Linked DNA regions of Rattus norvegicus: region 1 is linked to region 2. A link is a contact called in public Hi-C data. All regions are on one chromosome and are shown on one strand. The core of a region is the stretch at or near the end of the contact, and the rest is flanking DNA. Distances in the headings are between cores, read along the strand shown. Region 1 holds the start of Ints14 (integrator complex subunit 14). Region 2 holds the start of Dis3l (DIS3-like exosome 3'-5' exoribonuclease).

Region 1 (6,480 bases), core at 2,345-4,844, 640 kb after region 2:
TTCGAGGTTTAGGTATTAATCAGATTGTAATCCAAAGAAACAAAACATTTAAAAAGTGGAGAGCCTCAGATTACTGGATATTTGAAAGCCAACTGGAGGATAGTAAAGATTTATTGTTAATTCTTTTAAATTTGATAGCAGCCATATAATTATGTTTTTTTTTTAAAGAAAAGGTTCTTATGTATTTGGGGGGATTTGGAGCTATGGCTCAGCGGGTAAGAGCACTGGCTGTTCTTGCAGAGCTCAGGGTTCTCAGCACCCACATGGCAGGTCAAGCCACCTGTAACTCCAGTCCCAGGGGATCGGACACTCTCTGCTGGACTCTGCTGCCTCATCTCTCCTCTGTAAGACGGAGATGGGATCCCTGAGCAAACTGCCTAGCTGGTTAGCCGGGAGCTCTGCGCTTGGTTGAGAGACTGTGCACAAAAAGAAGGTGGAGAGCAGCTGAAGAAGATTCCTGGTGTCACCCTTGGGCTCCAATTCCACTGCACTCCTAAGACCATGTATTCATGCGTATTCACAGCACACAGACCCATGAAAAGGATAAGGCAGACAAAAGTTCTTATTTCTAGAGCTATGTACCAAAATGTTTCTGGACAGAATGTTAGCTGTCTGGGATCTCTACCAAAATATTATGCAGAGAAGTAGGATGCCACTGAAATAAAATTAAAGATTTGAGTTAACAATTGGCTGGTGAAGGGGGATTTCTTATGCTTATCCATCCTTGTGTGTGCTTCTCTGTGGTGTTTTTCTTTTGAAGGCGTCTGAAGGAGGGGGTCTCACTATTATGTACCCCTCGATAGCCTGAACTCAATATGTAAACTAGGCCATCCTGAAAACTGCCTGAAAACATCTGTGTGTTCTGCCTCCCAGTTACTGGGATTAAAGGTGTATGAAGCACCAAGCTGGCTGTTTTTCTTCTTTTTTAAAGATAGGGTTTCACGTAGACCAGACTGGCTTTGAAATTTAGGAAGAAAAAAAAAGGAAAGAAAGAAAGAAAAAAAGAAATTAATTTAGGAAGTCCATCTGTAGTTGAATTTCTGATCCTTTTGCTTCCACTTCCTGAGTGCTTGGATTGCAAGGGAGTACCATCAAGCCTTATTTATGCAGGACATGGGACCCAGGCTTTGTGCATGCTAAGCAAGCACTCTACCATTGAGCTCCATCTCCACCTCTAGAAAATGTCTTGACATTTTTATTTTGTTGGTGTTGTTGTTTTGTTTTTAAAGAGGGGGTCATATCTGAGATTTCACTAGAGTTCTACTCTGGTGGAAACAGTGCGATGAAGAACTGTAGGACAGAGGGGAGAGTGTGAAACTTGGGCAACACAGGAGAGTCAGTCAGGGCCAGGCGAGATGTAGCAGGAAGGATGATGAAGGCCGTGGGCCAGCACGGATGTGTAAGAGGGGAGGGAAGTACACAATAGGGAAACGAGCCCATGGCTCCCCATCTCTCCCTCTCATTCCACTTTTTCTGTAGTCACTACTTAACCTTTCTGTCTATAGATGAAAATCTTGTCTTGGGGACTTAGTGAACAAACCAAGAAATTCCAGTTCAGTTCATGGGGTGCAGAATTTTGTCACTAACTTCTGTCTTACAAGCACACTATGACCAAACCACCCCACCTTTTCAAAGCCTGTGTCACAGCAGTTCACTGTTTTAAGTCAGGAAATAAGAGGTGAGATATTACAAAAGCAATGTTACTTATTGGTTTCCTTTAAAGTTATGTGTGGGAACATGTAAATACTGCGGGTCTTTTGGATGGGAAAAGACTTATCAGTCACCTAAAGCTTGAAAGGTATTGCCTTTGAATCACTCTGTCCCTTGTCAGTGCTCTGACTTTTCGTCACTGAACAATCTTCTGATTCGGAGCTGATCAGGGGCTCCAGTAACAAGGAAAAAGTACCAAAGCATGTAATGGTTGCCGTGAGTTACCTGGTCTCCTCTCAATAGTTCTGCCTTTTATCATCAGTTTTAACAAATTGACCTTTTCCTTTCTAAGTCACTGAAAATTCAGCCAGCTGTTCAGCAGGACCAAGACAGCAAAAATCTGAACACCCATCAGATCATTAATAATGAGCAAACTAATAAACTTAAGTTTAGTCTGTAAGACCATAAACCAGACCATGTATCTAAGCTGGCCTAGAACAGCAAGCCATGGCTGAATCATAGCCACAGTAGGGACAACTAGACAGATAACGCCTCTGCCTGCACAGTCTTGGCAAGATCCCACCCAACAAGGGGGACAGGGTGTGTTAGAAATTACGGCCAAGTATTCAGTTTTACTTGCCTAGAATCCCACGCCGTTCAAGCATAGCAAGGTCTTTGAGATGTTGAGACTAGCCTGGTTGGGAAAAGACGTTCTGAACAGGAACTAAGTCTACAGGCCATGGGGCCTTGTTATTGGTTTCCCAGAACCTGGTGTTGCTTTCTCTGCCACCTCTAATAGAAGGAGGAAACAGCAAAGAACAATAAACACTCTCTCCCACAGAGTAAGTTGTGATAAGTCTGTTCTTTTTTTTTTTTTAAGATTTATTTCGTTTTAGTTATGTGAATACACTGTTGCTGTCTTCAGACACATCAGAAGTGGACATCAGATCCCATTACAGATGGTTGTAAGCCACCATGTGGTTGCTGGGAATTGAACTCAGGACCTCTGGAAGAGCAGTCAGTGCTCTTAATCACTGAGCCATCTCTCCAGCCCGATAAGTCTGTTCTAAGAGTGTCCCTTCCTTATCCCAATTGCAACCCATAAGCTAAAAGAAAAAGTCATATGCCTAAGACCTTCTAGGGAACTCTGTATTCTCACTTGTAATTGCTGTACTGAAGTACTATAACTACTCAGCGACCTGTTGCCATCTGTTGATGCCTACCACTACCAGACATTCCCTGGGCTGTAGGGTTTGCCCACCTCACCCTCCCATCCCCACAAGGAACTCCCAGAGGCATATACTACGCTAGGGACACCCAGTGGAGAGAAGCCGGCAGAGATCCTCAAAGCCTTACAAGGAGTCCTAAAAGCAAAACCCTCACTCAACACACCCCAGGCACCACAGCAGTAATTGAGCCACGCTTCCCCCCTTCTCAACCTCAGAGTAGGGAAATAACAAGAAACGAAGATTCCAATGCAAATTAGGCTCAGCGCAGCCAGATGCTTACAATCTGAGCACTCGGTCGGGAATTGCAGTTTTTTAAGAGTAGGAAGAGCATTCTGTCTACTGTGCAGAGGATGTGACTGAGAAGCAATGACAGAAATGTGAGTTAGACACTGGCCAGGAGTCTACAGGTTAGTAAGAAGACAAGGAAGAGATAAATGGAGGGACGCACGCAGGGAATCTGGTAAGACAAAGAAGGGAGGGCCAGAAACCCGCAGGGCTCAGCCTCAGGGTAAAATTGGGGATCCTTGGGCGAGAGGCAGAGAAGAAGTGCCCCCTAGTGTCCCAAAGGAGCCATAGCCCAGCTCCCATGGGCTCGAAGCCCCGCCCAGCCCAGCCCGGGCTGTTCTCTGGCTCCAGGTTCCCTTGTGTCGCGCGGCCCTTAAGTTCCGGCTATGGCGCGTGGGCGGAAGGTTTAAGCAGACGGACAGAGGCTGGAGATGGGCTCCGGGTAAGTCAGGGAATCTGTGTGTTGAGGGCTGTGTTTGGATGTCGGTTAGGGTTACAGGGGAAGGAACAGCATAGGGCGGGCGACGGGCCTTCTCTGCAGCCTGCGTGCGGTGGTCGTCTCTGGGCGCTGGTTCCAAGGCCTGCGACCGACCTTCCCTCTGTGTGGCCCAGGTCTTCAGCGTGTTTCTTGTAAGCAGCGAGATTTCGCGCTTGGGGCCGAGTTCTTTCTTCCCCTGAGAGACTTCCGTCCCTGGACCCTGAGACTTCCGTCCCCTCTCCCCGAGAGTTCCACACAACAAACGTTTTGGGCTCGTTTTAAAGGTAAAAGTCTATTCTCCAGTCACAATCCAAATGAACTATGCAGTGTTTCAGGCCATCCATTCAGATATTAATCATTTGAGAATTTAGAGGGACTCGTAGGTAGAAAAGCCAAAGTGTATGCACTTAGAAACTGAAGTGGAGCTCTGAGAGACTCCTGAGAGTCAAATTGCCGTGAATGGGCTAATTATCCCCTTTAGGGTAGAACTATAAATGTAATTGATGGCTTTTAGAGCAATCAGGTGGCGAGGATGTATCTTCCGGAGTAGACGGTCTGGGAGAAAGAAAACTCAGATATCCGAAACATTGTCTGTAAAATGGTACCTGTTGGAAAGGCGGAGGGCAGTGTAGAGAAACTTGAAGATCAAAGTCAATCTAAGTGAGAAATACATCGTGTTATCTACTATCAGCTAGTAATGAAAGATTTTATTTTTTAATTTTGTGACTAGGCCCAGACTGCTTGAGTGAAACAACCTTCAGAGACGTTCCATTCTTTCGTTTACCCCGTGCTTACAACCTGAAAACAAAATTGGATTGGCACAAGTCGGCCAGGGCTGAGGAAGTGCACTTGAGACCTGACACAAATGCATCAGTCCGGAGAAAGAGCCAAGTTCCCAGGTGTCTGCGGAGAAGGCCAGACCGACAGCTGTGGTCACACATTGCCGTGCTAATAGCAATTTCATGGACTGGAAGTGCTTGTTGATACTGGATCCAGACAACTGTTTCCTAATCTCTTAAGAGGTGAGGACATGATCTTCAACTTTTAAAAACCATAGAGGCCTCCAGGTTTTAAATGTGACCCACAAGAGCTGGATAAACTATACCCGAGCAGAAGTGCAGGAATCCCTGGTGTCTGTGCTTAAATAAAAAAGTGTATTTCTGTGTACAGAGTTAAGATGTATAATGTATTTTCCTAATGAATTAATGCATGCTGTGAATAGGGATAGTTCATTGGGTGTGTTGAATTTCGTTGGGCACTTACTGTGTGCCAGATGTAAGTCTGAGTCGATATTAGGAGCAAATTCTTATGGTGATCCTTGCCCTTAGCCACCTCATTTAATACAGTTCTGAACTCATTTTTGTTAGGCAGCATGGACTTAGGAAAATGCTAGTGTGTAGCAAATCAGGGCAGCAATGCTAGGGTTGGGGGTGAGGCCATGTCACCTCTCAAAGAGTGAGTATGTTTAACATTGTTTAAAGAAGCAGAGAGAGGGATACATATTTAATGTTTCTTTCAGGGGCTCGAGTGGAGCAGTGGTTAAGAGCACTTACTTCTGGGGACCCTGAGTTAAGTTCTCAGCATGCACAGTGGGCAGCTCACAACCGCCCGTAACTCCAACTCTAGGGAATCTGGCCTCTGAGGGAATCTACTCAGGTGTGGCAGGCACTCATACAGACACACACTGAATAAAAACTAAATGAGATTTTCTTTCCTACTGTCTAACACTTTGGACTGCTAAGAGAGTCTAAAAAGAAAACTTTTCTCTACGGATTAACATTATTGGTGTTGGACATATGGGATGTTACACTATCTGAGGTGTATTTTTGGCCAGTATGCTGTTAAAAAAAAAAAAAAAAAAAAAAAAAAGGCTTTAACATCATTTCCACGAATTAGCATGTGCTGAGTTCCCAGCAACCTACTTACAAAAGGAATTGTAGAATGTCACACATTTATAGTCGGGCAGTCTGCCTCTTGTTAAATTAGCGAACACTAAATTTTGACCCTGTTGAGTCTACCCTAATTCTATATAATGTATGCAGTGTGATTTTTCCCATTTTGGTCCTTTGAGACAGGGTTTCAGATAGCTCAGGTTAGCCTCAAACACCCTATGTAGCAAAGAATGACCTTGGAATGACCTGTCTCCACCTCCCTAGGGATGAGATTACAGGCATATGTACCTCTGTGATTTTCGAAACAGAGTAGTCTTACTTACGATATAGCCTTGGCTATCTTAGAACTCACCATGAAATCCAAAGTGGCCTTGAATTCACAAATCTGTGTCTTGGGTACTTGGATTAAAGGCATATGCCACCTCACCTGGCCTACAATGTGATTTTTATGAGTTCTCATGCAGTTTACACACACACACACACACACACACACACACACACACACACACACACACACACAATATGAAGTGCTTTTTTTAATTCAGTTTTTGATCCATAATCTGTGTCCTTTACTTATGGCTATAAAATTTTATTGAATCTGCAGATTAATAGAGGATCAACAGTCTGAATCCACATGAGCAGATTTGAGTGTCTGGAAACTTTATTCTTTTTTTTTTTTTTTTTTTTGGTTCTTTTTTTCGGAGCTGGGGACCGAACCCAGGGCCTTGCGCTTCCTAGGTAAGCGCTCTACCACTGAGCTAAATCCCCAGCCCCAGGAAACTTTATTCTTGAGAAAAAAAATTTTCTCTATATTGAATCTTATTTCATAATTTTAAATGTGAAACACAATATTCATTAAGACACTGACCAAAAAAGTTATCAGTTGTTGAGTAGTGCATGCCATATCCTGGCTAGCTTGTTCTTCAGTAAATTGTTAAGAAGATGA
Region 2 (5,863 bases), core at 1,337-3,836:
AAAACAGAATAAATACAGTTTCTGCTTGTTAAATAACTTGGGGTGCTGAGGGTTTGGGAATATAATTCTAACGTGCTATTCTCAGAGTCGGATCATAAAAGTTCAGATCGTAAAAGTTTCCAAATATTAAATGAAGCCAAACTGTATTTTAGGGCATTTTCACAAAAAGGGGTAATACCTCTTTCACTTAGGTACAAGGCAAGTATTTTAAACTGGTCCAATTAGAAATGTTTTGTTCCGCAAATACAATTACTGTGGCTGATAGTTACAGGACTAATCTAAAAATCAGAATGAGCTATTTTTTAATTTCGTTGAATAAATCACTGGAAGTACAGTTTGCATCTACAATAGAGGAAGATAAGACTTAAATGTATTCTTTTCCAAAGAAAGGAATGCTCCTGAAACAATCTACCTATGAATAATATTAAATAATATACATCATTGGCAAAATTAAAAAGAAGACAAGATTGTGCCACCCGTAAAAATGTAAACCAGATGCCAATTCACCATAGAATCCTAACTATGTCCATCCTGGGGATACTGCAGTTTATTGATCTACAGCCAGATCTTTTGGCCAGGTGTTGAAGCACACATATAAAATGTTACTGCATTCCTCACCAGCAAAGAGAATACCAAATTAGTTTCAAAAATCCTTTCTGTCAAAATAATGAATTCCTCCTCTTTCCCTCTAACAAAGGACCTTTTCTAAAGGGGGCTGGGGAACCTGTACTATAAATAAATAAATAAATAATGCAAAACAAATACCTCCGGCCTCTCTGATGCTGCACAGCTTGACAAGCCGTTTGCATGAAAATAATTCCCTTCAACTCAGGGAACTCCAGGACCTCAAGGTAATCCTGGACAACTTTCCAGTCTGGGATCACATAATGAGTCACTTCAGCAGACAAGAGCTTCCCATCTGAAACATAATTCAGAGTGGAAGCGATTAGGTAACATTTTCAAACCTGGTTTATGACTATTTCAATGTCGCAGTGCTCCCGGTGTGCAAAATAACTTCTCATCTTAATTTCACCTTGAAGTTTTTAAAAGACAAGACAAATCTAGTTTGGTAGAGGCTCAAAGTTCAGATTCATTGCTTCCCCCTCCCCTCAGCTGTGATTAAATACAAGCCCAACATGGTTTATGCTGTTGCCAGTACTTCTTTAAGAGGATGACTGATATTTTAAAAACAAGTACATCCTTGGAAGAAGCTAAATTTCTACTAAGCCGTCACAGCAAGAGTGCACATGTGTGTGTGTGTGTGTGTGTGTGTGTGTGTGTGTGTGTGTGTGTGTGTGTTAATCACTTGTATGTACCTAAAAATTCCAAGGATGTTCTGTTTGAAGCTTCTGAACATGGCTACACTGTTCTAGGATTGAAAGAGAAACATACTAGAAAGGCTGTGCTATACAATCCATGGGCAGCGGCAGGGTTTCCACTCAACTGACACCTGCTTGGTCAAGCTGCGACCTCGATTATGTATTCTGAAAAGACCTCCTCAGGTTCATCTCCCCGGGGGTAACAAACAGCAACATGCTGCCTGAAAATCGGGGAAAGTCTAGCTCCCAGCATTCCCCAGCCTAAGTCCCTAGTCCTAAGATAAAGAGGCTGTCATGCTGGAGAGTCTGCGTACTGGTAGGAGCAGAGCAGGCAATGCCAAAAGTCCAGCAGTGAGCTCAGGAGCAATGCCAGTAGCTACTTTTGGGAGAAAGAAGGTGCCTACGCCCTCAGGTCCCCAGGAAAAACCGAAGCATCCGGTGCCTGCAGGCTCTCGGGCCTCCCATTTGACCCGGCCATTACAGTGGGCTGGTCCTGAGAGGAGCGCCCCTGAAGCTGCAGGCCGGTGCTGTCTGCTTCCGATCACTAGGAAGGACGACCGGACGCACTGCGGACGCTCCAGGGCGTCTCCTGGGCTGCCCAGACTGCTTTGCTCGCTTCGGCTGCCTACGGTCCGCGAGGGTCTGGCTCCGCCCTTGACGCCAGCCCAAAGCCGCCCTTGCTCCACAAGCTGCGGCTCTCCGGTCTCGTTGGGTCCGGCTTCCTTCACTAGGGCCCGGCCACCCTCGCTCCTCAGGCCTCAGCTCCCTTTACTCGCGCCCAGCCGCCCTCGCTACGTCAGGCCCCAGCCTCCCTTGTTCCTTTGGTCCCGGCTTCCCTCGCTCTTCGAGCCCCAGCTTCCCTCTCCGGTCCCAGCCTCCCTCCCTCGCTCCTCTGGCGCCGGCCTCCCTCTCGGATCCGGGCCTCCCTCTCTCCTCCGACCCTCCCTCTCTCCTCCGACCCCGGCCTCCCTTGCTCTTCCCGCCCCGGCCTTCCCGGTCCATCCCGGCCCTGACCGTTGCGGCAGGTGGCAGGTTGCGGGCACAGGGGGCTGTTGCAAGGTACGCTGGGCCGCAGATAGTGTTCGCGCACGATCCTCAGCGTCCGGCCCTGGAAGGTCCTCAGCAGCAGCACCTTCTCCCGCTTCTGCAGCATGCTGGCGGCGTCGCCCGGCACAGTGGCCGGGAAGCGGCGGGCGGCAGGTGGAGGCGAGGCCGAGGCCTGGGGCCCGCCCCTCCGGCCTGGCCGGGCAGGCGGCGGCTTTTGGGTTCCCGCTACCGGGAACGACCTAGCCTACACTGAGGAAACGCCTGGCCCAGCCCTGCCTGCACCTTTGACTCCTCTCTTTGCCTTAGTTGCCCCGGGGCGGGAAAAGTGTAGATAAACTGTTTACCCAAAGAATCAGCGGGTAAGACGGTAGTCTGTGGCAGCTAGTCTAAAGTTCCCTTGTGAAAAGATTATTTTTACTTTCTTTCTACCCACAGGCCGGTGTGGGAAGGGCTTGCCATATTAACAGAGGTAATAACTATTGAGTTTTTTCATCCTTATTTTTGCAATATCTGAAAGAATTGAAAGGCTCAGCAAAAAAATACTGGTAACCCTGCTAGCCAAACCTGGTTTTCCCCTTCAAAATATGCTTATTTTAAATTTTAATGCATGTAAATATTCAAACACTACAGATAAAATGAAAACCAGTCCTTTGGGGTAAACACTGTATAACTTTTATAGCGCTGGCAGCCTCTGGCAAAGGAATTCTTAAAACTGCTATTGATATGATCACTAAGTACTGTGCTTGTAGTGTTTGACAAAAAGGACAGTATCTTGGGAGACCAGACAGCCTCGATTCTCCAAGCACTGGGCCCACTGGAGCTACATTAGCAACTTCATACAGGAGAGTCTCATTTAGCTTCCTTAAATCAAAGGAGTGGGCGTGTATTTTTAATCCTCATTTCACCGTATGTGAGGCTGCATTAAAGGAGCTTAAGTGTCCAAGGATACCTAGTTATTAAGTTTCAGAACCAATGTTCAAGCTAGAAACTGCTCAACTTCAAAGCGGGTTAAGCATCATCTATTCGATGGTGAGTAAAACACAGGGCCTGCACCTAAGGAATTTACTGCTTGGCAACCTTTGGTTAATGTGTCTGACCCAGTTGACTGGAAACACATGGCTCTTCCAGTACAGCTGAAATAAACCAGGACCAGCCTCTCATTTCACCCTCAGGGAATGCATAAAGAGTCACGGTCCCCTCCTCCTTGTACCTTTGTGTCAAATCACTCGGTGAAACTCAAGGTAAACTTGTACAAATGGGAAAATAATGTAGAACTGGCGCACAGGCGACAGTGCAAGGAGGGTTCCTAACGTTCTCCACAAAGAAAGAGGCCCTTCCTGTCTAACACAGGAGTCAGTTCCAGAGAGACCAGACGACACTGAGTAGCCAAAATTGTTCTCTACATAAAAAAATGCTTTAGATAACTGTCCACCAGTCCCTCCCCAGTTCCCTTGCTATCTTTTTAAAGCCACTGGTGCTATGGGGTTGGAGGAATGACTTCGATTAGGTACTAATCTGCCTTTAATATCTCTCTTCAGCACTTTGTAGCTCGAAATTGTCCGCAAATGAACCACCCTTTAAGGAACAGCATACCTAGGGTTTTATGCAGAGTTGATTTTTATCAGTGTTTAAAACAAGGCTGGAGCTTAGTTGGCAGAGGGCTTGCCTAGCAAGCACGAGGTTCTTTGCTGAGCACCGCCCTACCCCCAGGAGGCACACAGGCCTATAATCCCATCACTTGGGGATGTAGGAACAAGATGATCAGAAGTTCGAGGCTGTTCTTAGCTATACAGTAAATTGGAGACCAGCCTGGATGCATGAGATGCTATCTCAGAGAATAATTACAGTAGTCCAATGTCCATTGCACATCTCCTTGGTTTGTGTTGGGGCAATAACATACAAATTAATTGCTTTTTCCCCCCACCCACTCCCTCAAATTAATTACTTATGGTGTCAGCTACCCAGGTTGGGTTCAAATTTGCCATGTAGTTAAACTTCTGATCCTTCTGCCTGTAGCTAGGTCTTGGGATTGCAGGTACCTGGGGATGGAACTCAGGGCTTTGTGCATTCCAGGGTAAGTACTGAGCCATATCCTTAGCCATATCCACAGCTCTCTTCCTTACACCCTCTCTTTTCTCTCTCAAGTCTTTTGGAGACAGGGTCATGATACGTAGCCAATAGCCTCGATCTCTTTCCTTACTCCTCCTCCCTCCATCTCTCAACTGCTGGGATTCCATGTGCCCAGGCCTGGCTTTATACATTATGTTGAGAAACATGATTAGTTCTTAGAAATGATGTGTAATGGACCAGAGCCTTTTGCTTGGTTGTTTCGGTGGTTTGTCTCATTGGCCATCTGAGACCTCTGGACCAGAAGAGTGCCTATCAGGCAGAATAAACTAGTTTATGTTACAGAAATATGAAACTTAAATATGAGTTTTGGGCAGGTGGTGATGGCATATGCCTTTAATCCCAGCACTTGGGAGGCTGAGGTAGGCAGATCTTGAGTTCAAGGTTAGCTTGGTTTAGAGAATGAGTTCCAGAACAGCCAGGACTACACAGTGGAACTGTCTTGAAAAACAAAAAACAAAGAACAATCAGTTTCTTCACTAGTGAGTTATCTCAGTAGGTAAGGGTAACTGCTGTACAACACATATATTTTACACAAAATGTAATAATTACCTGGGTGGTGGTGACACACACCTGTAATCCCAGCATTCAGGAAGCAGAGGGAAGAGGATCTCTTGAGTTTGAGGCCAGCCTGGTCTACAGAATTTTGTGTCCAGTTCCAGGACAACCAAAGTTGCAGGGAGAAACCCTATCTTCAACCCCAACTCTCTAAAAAAAAAATTAATTAAAAAAATTCTCAGTGTCTTAGGACAAGAATACTGCATGGGTACCGAACATCACTTGTCTTTCTGCAGGATCCAGGCTAGTGGAGGGGGAATCTCTCTGGAACATTGTTGCTCAAAGGAAAAGGGGGAGAGAGTCCTCTAGAAAGCTTCACACCAACCAATAATTCCACCTGGAAGAAATGCTGTCGATTTTGCCATGGGCCAAAGCTAATCACATGGCCACACAGCCAGAGGAGGTGTGTTCTTCAAGCTCTGAAGGTGGACAGGAGAACCTTTTGAATGTAAAAACAAATTACCATAATGCTCTGGCCAAGCCCCTCAGCCCTGAATGAGTCAATCCACTCCACCACCAGCTTCACCCTCATTATTCGGGACAACTTTAGCCCAGCTCACTGTCTATCCTTCTTTGGTGTTCTACCTCTTTTGGAAGAAGTCCTTCCAGAAGTTAGCAAACCAAGCTTGAATCTCTACACATCTGCATCCTTACTTCTCTTGCTTCCATATGTGATCCCTTATGGTAGGTAGGGTGAACTCTCTTTGCCAAATTTATGTCCATATTTTCTCCAGGCACTCAGATGACCCGTGCTGTCCTGCCTCCCTTACAGATAGATGGGTGGTGGCCACGTGTCTGGGTTCCATTCTGCA

What was found. A called contact is a pair of places that touch in the nucleus more often than the background predicts.
Region 1: a contact with region 2 is called in a Hi-C map of Schwann cells, with 3 times the contacts expected there. The contact joins the promoter of Ints14 here to the promoter of Dis3l in region 2. A contact is called at or near these places in 2 of 12 Hi-C or Micro-C datasets (the A7r5 cell line and Schwann cells).

What each region holds. Positions count from the first base shown.
Region 1 is chr8:74,367,539-74,374,018 of GRCr8, forward strand. It overlaps Ints14 (integrator complex subunit 14), which reads left to right and starts at 3,595. Exons shown (of 13, transcript NM_001007663.1): 1 at 3,595-3,606; 2 at 4,373-4,664.
Region 2 is chr8:73,732,941-73,738,803 of GRCr8, forward strand. It overlaps Dis3l (DIS3-like exosome 3'-5' exoribonuclease), which reads right to left and starts at 2,587. Exons shown (of 17, transcript NM_001008380.2): 1 at 2,334-2,587; 2 at 766-919. The coding sequence starts at 2,472.